2 separate regions of the Callithrix jacchus genome follow, and region 1 is linked to region 2. The links are chromatin contacts, called in public Hi-C maps. All regions are on one chromosome and are shown on one strand. Each heading gives the region's core, a stretch centred on a gene start, on an enhancer-like site or on the middle of the called end of the contact. The rest is flanking DNA. Distances are from core to core; before and after follow the strand shown.

Evidence for each region. A called contact is a pair of places that touch in the nucleus more often than the background predicts.
Region 1: a contact with region 2 is called in a Hi-C map of skeletal muscle, with 4 times the contacts expected there. The contact joins the promoter of TRIM4 here to the promoter of ZSCAN21 in region 2. A contact is called at or near these places in 2 of 3 Hi-C or Micro-C datasets (both in skeletal muscle).

The regions. Positions count from the first base shown.
Region 1 is chr2:13,673,532-13,679,840 of calJac240_pri, forward strand. It overlaps TRIM4 (tripartite motif containing 4), which reads left to right and starts at 4,281. Exons shown (of 6, transcript XM_008982830.4): 1 at 4,281-4,820. The coding sequence starts at 4,428.
Region 2 is chr2:13,544,893-13,550,886 of calJac240_pri, forward strand. It overlaps ZSCAN21 (zinc finger and SCAN domain containing 21), which reads right to left and starts at 1,386. Exons shown (of 5, transcript XM_035281694.3): 1 at 1,317-1,386; 2 at 163-281.

The sequences.
Region 1 (6,309 bases), core at 3,031-5,530, 130 kb after region 2:
GCACTGCTTTGGGGTATGATTTTCAGTATCCTTCTTACTTGTTGCAAGTAATAAAATCCCCTTGAGAAATCCTCCTTGGTTGTGGCCATTGGACTGTCACCTGCCAAGCAATTTAACTTACTCATTGTGTGGGTAACAAAAGGCCAGTCTGGGACATGAGAACTGGACCCATAGTTTCCATGGGCAGTGTAGGGAAGGAGTACTTGGTGGTATGGTAGGTTTTCTGACAGAAACAAAGGATGGAGGTAAAATTTCTCTCTGAGAATACTGACTGTACCATTGACCATAACATGAAGCCAAGGGTATATCTTTCTGAAGTAAGCAATATAATAAAGGAAACTTCCAGAAATAATAGATCAACTGAAGATGTTAGGCAGTGTACCGGGTATCAATACAATAAGCTTAGTTTTTTTAAAAAAAAATTTTATCCTGAACTCCTTGGATTGGTTTGGTGTCTCACAAATTTTGGAAATTCTCAGCCATTATTTCTGGATTTGATATTGATATTTTCCCACCAGTCTTGGGTGCTCTGTTCTGTTTCTGCCACTCTTTTTTTATTTTTATAAATAGTAGACACTTCACCTGGACACTCTTTTTTTTTTTTCCTTTGTGATTCAGTAATTTCTATTTACCTACCTTCAAGTTTGATTCTTTTTCCCTCAACTGTGTTGAGTCTACTAATGGGCCCACAGAAGGCATTTTTCATCTCATTATTATTATTATTATTTGAGATGGAGTTTTGCTCTTGTTACCCAGGCTGGAGTGCAATGGCGCGATCTCGACTCACCGCAACCTCCGCCTCCTGGGTTCAGGCAATTCTCCTGCCTCAGCCTCCTGAGTAGCTGGGATTACAGGCATGCGCCACCATGCCCAGCTAATTTTTTGTATTTTTAGTAGAGATGGGGTTTCACCATGTTGACCAGGATGGTCTCGATCTTTTGACCTCGTGATCCACCCGCCTCGGCCTCCCAAAGTGCTGGGATTACAGGCGTGAGCCACCATGCCCGGCCCTATTTTGTTTTATTTTTATAGTTTCCATTTTATGCTTCCTTATAGTTAACATCTATTTGCTAAAATCACCCATGTGAGCTTGCATTTTGTTTACCTTTCCCCTTAGGGCCTTCATCACATTAGTCACAGTTATTTAAAATTCTCTGATAGTTCTAAAGTCTGTGTCTTATGAGTCTGGTTCTACTGATTGTTTTCTCTCTTTGGACTGTGTTTTTTCTTGTCTTTATGTATGCATCTTTTTTTTTCTTTCTGTTAAAAGTTGGACATGTGGGGATTTTTGGGTTTTTTTTGCTTAAATTATTTTTTTCAATTCCCTCTTCATAGTATGAAGTATTTTTTATGCTTGGAGATGAGTGTGTCTTTCCCTCTGTAGGACTTTAGTGCCCTTGAGTGCATAGTGCTGGTTCAGTTGTATCAACTAGTCAGAAATTGGGCTAGGTTTACAGTTTGTTGTCGTGGTTATCCTCAGTTCACAACAGACTTCAAATTTCTCTAATGATATCTTATGTGTAGAGTGTGGGCTTTATTTTGAAGGTATGTTTAGAGGTCTGCATGGATGTCAACTCCATACAGAGTGGACAGTGGTAATTTTGAAATATGTCAACTTTGATAAGCTAAATTATGTTTCCCAGAATTTCCTTCCCTTTTGTTTCTGGTTAGCATGGGCCAAAAAAAAAAAAGACATTGTGTAAGTCTTGAAGGGGAGAACTGAAGCAGTTCTCCAGTTTTATACGTGAAAGGGAAAGGGTGGTACAGGGACACTAGGTGCTACTGCAGCTCATGCACTTTGTCACCAATCAGCTGGTTCTCCTTGTTGGGATGGTGAAGAAGCCTTCCCCTGGGTTGCACATGTTGGGTCATCCTTCAGCTTTTTTGATTCCTGAGCTATGTGTGTGTCTAGTCCTGTGGTGAAGAGTGTCAGCTCCTCTAGCAAGGATACCCATATCTTTAAAGTTGGAGACAGGGAAAGAATGACCATGTCTTAGGTTCCAATTCATTCTTATTCTTCCCTACTTTCTGTTCATCTTCCCTTCTCAACTGCTTGCCCTGTGGACATAAAGAATCATAGTGATTCCACTTCTCTGATTGAACCTTGGCTGGTACACAGACTTACAGACATTTTATGATGGAGAAAATTGTGAATCAGGGAGCCTCAGTAAAGAAGAAAGGTCATCTTTGGTATGGCAGGAATGAAGACATAAGGATTTCAAGGGATTTACCTGAAAAGATTTAATTGATTACTGTAAAGGGAATAAATACTTTGCAGGAATGCTGAAACTTCTCATCCAATACTTAGGTAGACATATAGATGCACATATGCTATAAATACTCAGGGTTAACAGCATTCCCTTCTGCTTGGTCCATATTAATGACTCAGATTACTTCTCCATGGAGTATTCCAATTTGCAAAGAAAATGTATTGATTAGTTGACCAATTTAAATGTTTTGATAATATTCAGTGGAACTTTTATCAATAACCCCAAAACAGATATCTCAAGAACTCCTTTTTCTAATCTCTTAATCATACTACTTACTGAGAAAAATTATTATGGGAAAGGCAGTATTTGATATTGGGACATAAAAACAATGAAAATTTTGTTAAATAAGCAAAAAGCCTGAGGCTGTCTTGGTACTTGAGTTCCTATATAACAAAATACAACCAAACTTAGTATGTAAACAAACTGAAGTCTAACTTTTTTTAAAATAGCAAATAGCTGTGTTTCAGCCAATCACAGCCGACCTTCAGCCAATAACAGACAGCTGATCAGATCAAGCCCCAATAAGGCAAATTCCTCAGCATATCATGGCCAAATAAGGCAGACACCTAGCTGTTGGCCTAGGTGATTTCTCTACTTTGCTTCCAACAAAAGTTCATACTGCTGGTCAGAGCTCTCTGAACCTCTTTTGGTTCTGAGTGCTGCCTCATTCATGAATTGTTCTTGGTGCAAATAACTTCTGTTAAATTTGTTGGTCCAGAGTTTTTAACAATTCTCATTCACAACAAAAGGGAGAAAGTGGGAAGAATAAAAAGGAAAGCACCTCAGAAACACAAGATCAAAAATCCACTTAAGGGATATAGATAATTCCCTGAAACAGGCAAGCATATTACTTGTTGAAAGCCTCCATGGAAGTTTCTTGAGATAGCAAAATGGTTGCATCTCTGAATCCAAATCATCCCCATTTAAACAACTTGACTTCTTTGTCACCCACTCTCTTGGTCCTTTCAAGTCTTTTACAGTTGCCACAAGAGCTACAGCTTCAGCTAGCTCCACTGTCCAAGTATTGCTTTCACACCATGGTCTTTATCTCCTCAGGCAGAATTGTCAGGAACTACGAGCAAGGGCAGCTACAGATCTGCTACTTCCTACTGTCTTAGATGACAGCCACCCACAGCAAATCACCCAAAGTTGTCTTAGGGCTTCCTGAAGCTCCCAGACCTCCTGAGGGTTGAACCACCTAAAATACTTCTGGGAAATCTCATACCTGGGGAAGACCATCTAACCCCAAACTCTCTTTTCCTAATTTAACTATTAGAACGTCTACTGCACTGTATGTCTCAAGCTCTGAGAACAGGCTTCCTCTACCAAGCGTCTGTTTTCCATGCTTGGGAAGACAGGGAAATCAAGCACCCCAGCAGCTTGTGGGCTAAACACTGCCTTTCCTGCTCACCTCCCCAAAAGTTGGCTCTCAAGTTACCCTTGACTCCTCAAACACCAGGGGGAGTCAGTGGGCCTTCATAGGAAGTCCTGTCTTTCTAGGAACTCAACTAGACCTTGGGATCTAGGGCAAGAATGGGTTCCTCTCCCTGGAGAATGCGGCTGAATCAAAAGGGAAGACTTCAGGGGGAGCCATCCTAAAGCACACAGCACCACGTTAGCCAAACTCCAGGCCTAGCAACACAGATCCTTCAAGTCTTCCTGGCTTTCCAGGCCCCTAGGCTGCAGCTCGCCCAGAACTCCTGAGACTGTAGAACTTAAATCAGACCTGAACCCTCAAACTTGGAAAGAATAGACAAGATGAGAAGCACCTCCTCCATTGATTCCACCAGGGGCTGTAGGTCGTCTAGCTCTAATACTTTATCCAACCCCCTCTAGACTTCCACAGGGATTTCTGCGTCTCTATAGGCGTTTGGAGGAGCTGCCCACCGTCCCGTCCTGCCCCGCGCCCAGGCTTGGGCCAACCCCCGTGCGCTCCCCTCCCGGATACTCAGCAGCTTCCGGTCTTGCGCGCTTAGGCTTGGCAATGCCCGCGCGTTCGTATTGGGTCTTGAACCCGGAAGAGACGCCGCGGCGTCTCTTTCTACGTGAGGCTCCTGCTGCGGTTCGGAAGTCGTCTGGCTTCCCAGCGATATCTAGCAGCTTATTGGCTTCTCCCGCGCCTCACGTCGGACCCTGGCTCCGGGGCAGGGAAGCAGAATGGAAGTTAAGGACCTCCAGGAGGAGTTGACCTGCTCCATCTGCCTGGACTACTTCCGGGACCCGGTGTCCATCGAGTGCGGCCACAATTTCTGCCGCAGCTGCTTGCACCGCAGCCGGGTGCCGGGCAGCGGCCCGTTCCCCTGCCCCGAATGCCGGCACCCATCGGCGCCCACCGCGCTGCGACCCAACTGGGCCCTGGCCAGGCTGACGGAGAAGACGCAGCGCCGGCGCCAGGGCCCGGTGCCCCCAGGCCTTTGTGGCCGCCACTGGGAACCGCTGCGGCTCTTCTGCGAGGACGATCAGCGGCCCGTATGCTTGGTGTGCAGGGAGTCCCAGGAGCACCAGACCCACGCCATGGCACCCATCGACGAAGCCGTCGAGAGCTACCGGGTGAGCTGGCCGTAGCGGTGACCATTACGGTATTGCCTGATAAAGTTTAAATTCTTCTAAAAGAGCTACGAAGTGGCCGTCATTCCTGTTGGAAGGAAGCATGAAAGCCCCTGAAGCTCAAAGAAGTTAAGCAACACGCAAATTTCAGAGTTGGGTTAAACCAGCTCTGAATTCTCATTGTGTAGAATTTTCAAGGAATTGGCCCTTGGGGAGCGCCCAATAAAGAAAAATATACTGAGAGGGTGTGTGCCGCTGCTGTCCAATAGAAACAGTACAGAACACGTATGTAATTTAAAATGTAGAAACATAAGGAAATGAGGTGATGCTAATTTTAGTAATATATTTTATTTAATCATTACCCCAAATATTCAAAATTGAGATGAAAATTATCAATGAGTTTTTTTTTTCTTTGAGACGGAGGCTCACTTTGTTGCCCGTGCTGGAGCGCAGTGGCGCTGTCTTGGCTCACTGCAACCTCCACTTCCAGGGTTCAAGCAATTCTCCTGCCTCAGCCTCCCAAGTAGCTGGCATTACAGGCACACGCCACCAGGCCCGGCTAATTTTTGTATTTTTAATAGAGACGGGGTTTCACCATGTTGGCCAGGATGGTCTCGAACTCCTGACCTCAAGTGATCCATCCCCCTTGGCCTCCCATAGTGCTGGGATTACAGGCGTGACCACTGCGCCCGGCCTCAGTGAATATTTTATACTCCTTTTTCATAATAGGTCTGAAATCAGTGTGTATTTTACCTTTACAACACTTAGCAGTTTGGAATATCTACATTTCAGGTGTTTGTGTGGCTAAATGGATGCTGTATTGGACAGTGCCTGTCTATATCTGTAGATGTAATAGACAACTGATGGCTTGGAAAAAGCCTGGCTTCTAATGATGAGGGTGGGCTTTGTTACTAGCTTCCTTCATCAGTTGGGAAAATCACTTAACATTTGAATTTGGGGATTATCTGTCCTATCTATCTCATGGGTTAAGAAGCTTGAATTGCATAAGTCAGTTTACCTTACTCTGCTTCAGCCACACTGGCTTTCTTGCTTTTGTTTCAAGTCTGTTCTTTCTTTACCCACATCTTCTATCCTTTAGATGCTTTTAACTGTTTAGCTTGAAGACCTTCCCTGATCATCCTTTACAGAGTAGCCCCACCCCCTTCCATTCCTGATGCTGTAACTCCAGGGGTCGCCAGCAAAACTGATCTGCAGTAAGTACATAAACACACAAATGTATTTATTTATTTCATTTATTTATTTTTGAGATGGCGTCTCACACTGTCGCCCAGGCTGGAGTGCAGTGGCACAATCTCAACTCACTGAAACCTCTGCCTCCCGATTTTAAGTGATTCCCCTGCCTCAGCCTCCCAAGTAGCTGAGATTACAGGCACGTGTCACCACGCCCGGCTAATTTTTTTTTAGTAGAGACGGGGGTTTCACCATGTTGGCCAGGCTGGTCTTGAACTCCTGACCTCAGGTGATCCACCCA
Region 2 (5,994 bases), core at 136-2,635:
ATAAACAGAAGGCCGTTGTTCTGTGTCCATTTTCCCTCCTCCTTTATGACAATTTCCCAAAACTTATATGCCCTTATGAGGGTGTCTCAAGTCCGCTCTGTAACAAGATGAGGCACAAAAAAATCAAATTATCATAGATTCTAAAAGTAGAACAGCACTTACCGACTTGTGCTAAAATGCTTCAGTCTGTACCTGCAAATCCCTAGGCAGGCAAATTAGATAATTCTTGAGGCACAGAATCCACTGTTGGATGGTTCTAATTGTTGTAAGTTCTTCTTTAACTAGAATCAAATTCCTCATCACTTCAAAAATCCTAGGTTGAGCCCAGACCAATACTCACTTTCTCCATAGCAGCCTTCCAATACTTGAAAACCAACTGTCTTGCCTCTTAACTCTTCCTCTCCACAGCTCAACTGTTCCTTAGATTACGTGGGTTTCCAAGTATCTCACCCACCAAATCAACTTTCCTTTCTTTTTTTTTTTTTTTTTGAGACCAAGTGTCGCTCTGTCATCCAGGCTGGTGTGCAGCGGCGCGATCTCGGCTTACTGAAACCTCCGCCTGCTGGGTTCAAGCGATTCTCCTGCCTCAGCCTCCCGAGTAGCTGGGATCACAGGCGCACGCCACCATGCCCGGGTGATTTTTATATTTTTAGTGGGGATGGGGTTTGGCCCGACTGCTCTCGAACTCCTGTCCTCAAGTGATCCGCCCGCCTCGGCCTCCCAAAGTGCTAGGATTACAGGCGTGAGCCACCGAACTCGGCCCAAACCAACTTTCTCTTGACACTCTTATTTATACATGGTTCTTTAAAAATGTTTTTCTAAACTAAGCAGATCCCTATGTGTGTGGGTTCTAGCTCGAACAAAGCCCGAGGGGACTATTTCTTCCTTTGGATTGGATTCTACCCAAGACTTCTAATGAGGATCGGCTTCCCACAGGTTTCCAACCCCCTTGGTTCGTTCGGACCTCCAGTTCAGAGAAAGGAAAAAAAGCGGACACGGTCAGACTGATAGACGGCTTGGCTTGGGGACTGCACAAAAAAACTATTCTGGAACGCGAAAGAACTTCCAGAAATCTGTTCGTCCAGTTTTCACTTGTTAAAGCCCCGGGTGGAAGAAAAGGCTTTTTCCAGAGAGCCAGCGCCTCCACCAGCTGGGGCTGGGCGGGGACAGAGAGCTCCTCCCCACAGCCCAGCTAGGACCAGTCTAGGTGGGGTCCTCAGAAGCCACAGCTGCTAAACCCACTCCTCCCTCCCCAAACTATTCACCCAAGGCGCCCTTTCCCGTCCGCCTCGCTAACCCGGGCCAAGCAGGCTCACCGTTAGTCAGAGCCGCTCCGGGTACCAGGAGACCGCACAGCGAACCTCGGGGCCGCGCAGCCGGAAGTGCGTCATAGCACCGCCCCCTCGGCAAAGTGTTGCGGTGCCGTAGCGGCCCCTCTAGAAAGTCGGGAGGTCTTCTCTGTGTTTCTGGCCCTTGAGACATCAGGGAGGTGCTGAATCGACCCTAAAAGAATAGCTAGGGACTCTTTCTGTTTTTACCAAAGACGGTCAGACCAGATGAAGGCTTCGGAGGTTATCCCACCCCACCCCGACGCCTTGGGGCAAGAAGAGCATGGGCTAGGGTGCCCACCTCAATCCTTCTCGCGGACTTCGTGGCCCAAGGTCACTGGGTACCCTCAGGTCCAGCACCTCGGGCCAGGTTTATGAACATGGAACCCCGTGCTTGGTCCGTGAAGCCAGAGATGGAGTTCGTACTTTGTCGATGAAAATAGTCAAACTAAAATATTTGAAGACATTTATTTTGAACCAAATATGAGTGACGAATGGAGTGAGGCAGTCTCAAGAGGTCCTAAGAACATGTGCCTATGATGGTAGGGCTACAGCTTGGGTTTATACAATTTAGGGAAACATAAGACACCAATCACTATGCATATTGGTTCTGTGGGAAAGGCAGGACAATTGGAATGTTGGGGATGTTCCAAGTCGCAGGTGGAGGCAAGGATTTTCTAATTGGCAGTTGGCTGAAAGTTATTGTCTCAAGGATTTTCTAACTGGCAATTGGCTGAAAGTATTTGTCTAAAGCCCTATAATCAATAGAAAGGAATGTCTGGGTTAACTAAGGCAGAGGTCCCCAAACCCTGGGGCACAGACAGGTACTAGTTCATGGCCTGTTAGGAACTGGGCCACAATGCAGGAGCGAAGCTTCATCTGTATCTACAGCCACTCCCCATCGTTCTTATTGCTGCCTGAGCTCTGCCTCCTTCCAGATCAGCCTTAGCATTAGATTCTCATATGAGCACAAACCCTATTGTGAACTGCACTTGTGAGGGATCTAGGTTGTGCATTCCTTATGAGAATCTAATACCTGATGATCTGTCGCTGTCTCCCACAACCCCCCAATGGGACCCTCTAATTACAGGAAAAAAAGCTCTGGGCTCTAATTCTACATTAGGATGTGTTGTATAATTATTTCACTATATATTACAGTGTAATAATAGAAATAAAGTGCACAATAAGTGTAATGTGCTTGAATCATCCTGAAACCATGAAACCACCCATCCCCCTCCTGCCATCTGTGGAAAAAATTGTCTTCCACAAAACTAGTTCCTGGTGCCAAGTTGGGGACCGCTGAACTAAGGGGTTGTGGAGGCCAGGGTTCCCATTATGCAGATGGAGCCTCCTGGCAGCAGGTTTTAGAGAGAACAGGCTGCAACTATTTCTTACCAGACTTTAAAAAGTGCCAGGGGCCCAGCTGATTCTCTCCTGGATCAGGAAAAAGGCCTGAAAGGGAAAGGGATTCTCTACTGACTGTAGAGTTTCCCTGCAAGAGACAGCTTTGCAGGGCTATTTCAAGGTACGGCAAAGAAACATATTTGGGGTAAAAACATTTTGGTTTCCTTCTTTATCTGCCATGTGATGTTACGCCAGAGCCTAGTTGGAAAGTCAGTCAGGTTATATAAAGTTAAACAAAACCCATCTGATGAGACTTTATGGTTTGTAGCGGGTGACTCCCCAGGCCCATTAAATAGGAATTTGGGCAAGAGAAGAAGAGTTTAGTCCTCAACTTTGCAGACCAGGATCACGGTAACATCAATCAGAAGTAGCCTCGCCCTTCTATGGGTCCTAAACTCCCTGAGTAGAAGACCTAGGGGCTGGACTCCTGATGCCGCAGGACCTGATGAAGATGACTTTGCCTGTCTTTTCCTCCTGCTTCTCTGGCTCAGCTGCAGGTTTTCAGACGGAAGATTCTGTGTTTTCGACCTCAGTGCTACTCCCTCTGGCCCCCAGTGAATTTGCTTTTGTCTGGTCCTGCAAAACTCAAGTATTGAGGAACATCAACATGCCTTCCTGCACATGGAATTCCCTGTCCAAATGTGCCATGAATTCATAGATACTCAACATCATTCTTCCCTATTTTCCAGAATAATTTTAATTTTTTAAATGTTTAACGGCATGCAAATTTAGAGAAAATGAGCCTCCATGTCCATTCTTCTGTTTCTTCTCTAATAAACTTGCTTTCTCTTAAAAAAAAATTAAAAAAAGAGCCTCCATGTACTCGTTGGCCAGCTTTAACATTTATCACATGGTCAGTCTTTTTCATTTTTATTTTTATTTTTTTGAGATGGAGTCTTGCTCTGACACCAGGCTGCAGTGCAGTGGCACAATCTCGGCTTGCTGCAACCTCTGCCTCCCGGTTCAAGTGATTCTTCTCCCTCAGCCTCCTGAGTAGTTGGGACTACAGGCACGTGCCACCATGCCTGGCTAATTATTGTATTTTTTAGAAGAGACGGGATTTCACCATGTTGGTCAGGATGGTCTCAATCTCTTGACTTTGTGATCTGCCCGCCTCAGCCTCCCAAAGTGCTGGGATTACAGGCGTGAGCCACCAAGTCCAGCCTGGTCAGTCTTTTTCATTCATTCCCCCATGGTCTCAAACTCCTGACCTCAAGTGATCCACCTGCCTCAGCCTCCCAAAGTGCTGGGATTACAGGTGTGAGCCACTGTGCCTGACCCTAAAAATTTCCATTTTATAGACCACGAAACAGGCTCAGAAAAGTCACTTTTCCAGTATCACACAACTGACACGTGGCAGCATCAAGATTGAAACTTGGTCCTCTTTCTCCAAAGCCTGTGCTCTTAGGCCCTCTACTGCCTCTCAGTTAGACTGGAAAGAAAGAGATGGGAAATGGAAACAGGATCACCAGGACAGAGGGAAAAACCAGGAAACCTGCACACATTCAATGAGCCACACCTGTATCAATGCTTTGGTAGGGGTTCCAACCAGCCTCTTGGTCAATGGGTCTTTGCCTAGTTATGAAACCATTAAGTGATTATGCTGGGACCTGAAGAAAATCCTTCTATTTCCTGGGAGTCCAAGGCAGGCAGATCACAAGGTCAAGAGATCGAGATCATCCTGGCCAACATGGTGAAACCCTGTCTCTACTAAAAATATTTAAAAAATTAGTTGGGCATGGTCACACGCCTGTAGTCCCACCTACTCAGGAGGCTGAAGCAGGAGAATTGCTTGAACCCGGGAGGCAGAGCTTGCAGTGAGCCGAGATCATGCCACTGCACTCCAGCCTTGGAGACAGAGCAAGACTCTGTCTCAAAAAAAAAAAAGAAAAGAAAAAAGAAAATTCTTCAACTTCCAAACCCATTGTCTTTTCCAAGGCTGAGATACTCCTCAAGCAAAGGGGCTTAGAGCTGTAAAATATTAATGTCAAAAGAGACCTTACGGAAAATCTGGCTAAGCTCTTGTTTTCAGATGAAGAAACCAGTGCCTGAAGAAATCAGATCCAAGGTACAAGTTAGCTAATTAGTAAAGCTGAGAGCACAAGCCAGATTCTCCCATCCTGTGTACTTTCTATGTTTCAAGAGATTTTTATTTTTATTTGAGACAGGGCCTCACTCTGTTGCCCAGGCTGGAGTGCAGTGGTGTGACCATAGCTCACTGCAGCCTCCAACTCCTGGACGCAAGTGATTCTCCTGCCTCAGCCTCCTGAGTAGGCACACGCTACCATGCCTAGCTATTAAAAAAAAAAAGATTTGTAGGGGTTTTGCCATGTTGCCCAGGCTGGTAGAGAACTCCTGGGCTCAAGCAATCCTGCTGCCTCAGCCTCTGGAGTAGCTGGGACTACAGGTGTGCATCATCATGCCTGGGAGATTATTTGGCTTGACAAAAGAAAAATAATTCCCAGGCCGGGCGCGGTGGCTCACGCCTATAATCCCAGCACTTTGAGAGGCCAAGGTGGGTGGATCACGAGGTCAAGAGATCGAGACCATTCTGGTCAACAAGGTGAAACCCCATCTCTACTAAAAATAATTAGCTGGGCATGGTGGTGTGCACCTGTAGTCCCAGCTACTCGGGAGGCTGAGGCAGGAGCATTGCTTGAACCCAGGAGATGGAGGTTGCCGTGAGCCGAGATCGTGCCATTGCACTCCAGTCTGGGTAACAACAGCGAAACTCCATCTCAAAAAAAAAAAAAAGAAAGAAAAAAGAAAAATAATTCCTGTGCTCTTTGCAGCAGAAGTCCAGGAGAGGAAAAGATTCCAGTGTTTAGTGTTGTCTCTGGCACTTTCCCTCCATTTCCAGTAAGGTGTTCATGATTCTCTAAAAAGGTGGTTTTCTGGATCTTCCTCGCTTATTCTCATCATCACCCATTTTTGCTGCCATCAGCAATGTTGGCCAGTAGAGGGTAACCAAACCTTGAATTCCCTTAGAGTAGGCTGAACAATCCTCTGGCCCATGACAACTCTGAACACGTCCCTTTTTCTTCCCGGAAGCAGAAGACATGTACAGCATGTTAGAAAGCTGTCAAGATATTTGCTAAAGAAATTGAAAGGAGGCCAGGTGTTGTGGCTCATGCCTGTAATCCCAGCACTTTGGGAGGCTGAGGCAGGCAGATCACAAGGTCAGGAGTTCGAGACCAGCCTGGCCAATATGGTGAAACCCCATCTCTACTAAAAATACAAAAATTAGCCAAGTGTGGTGGCA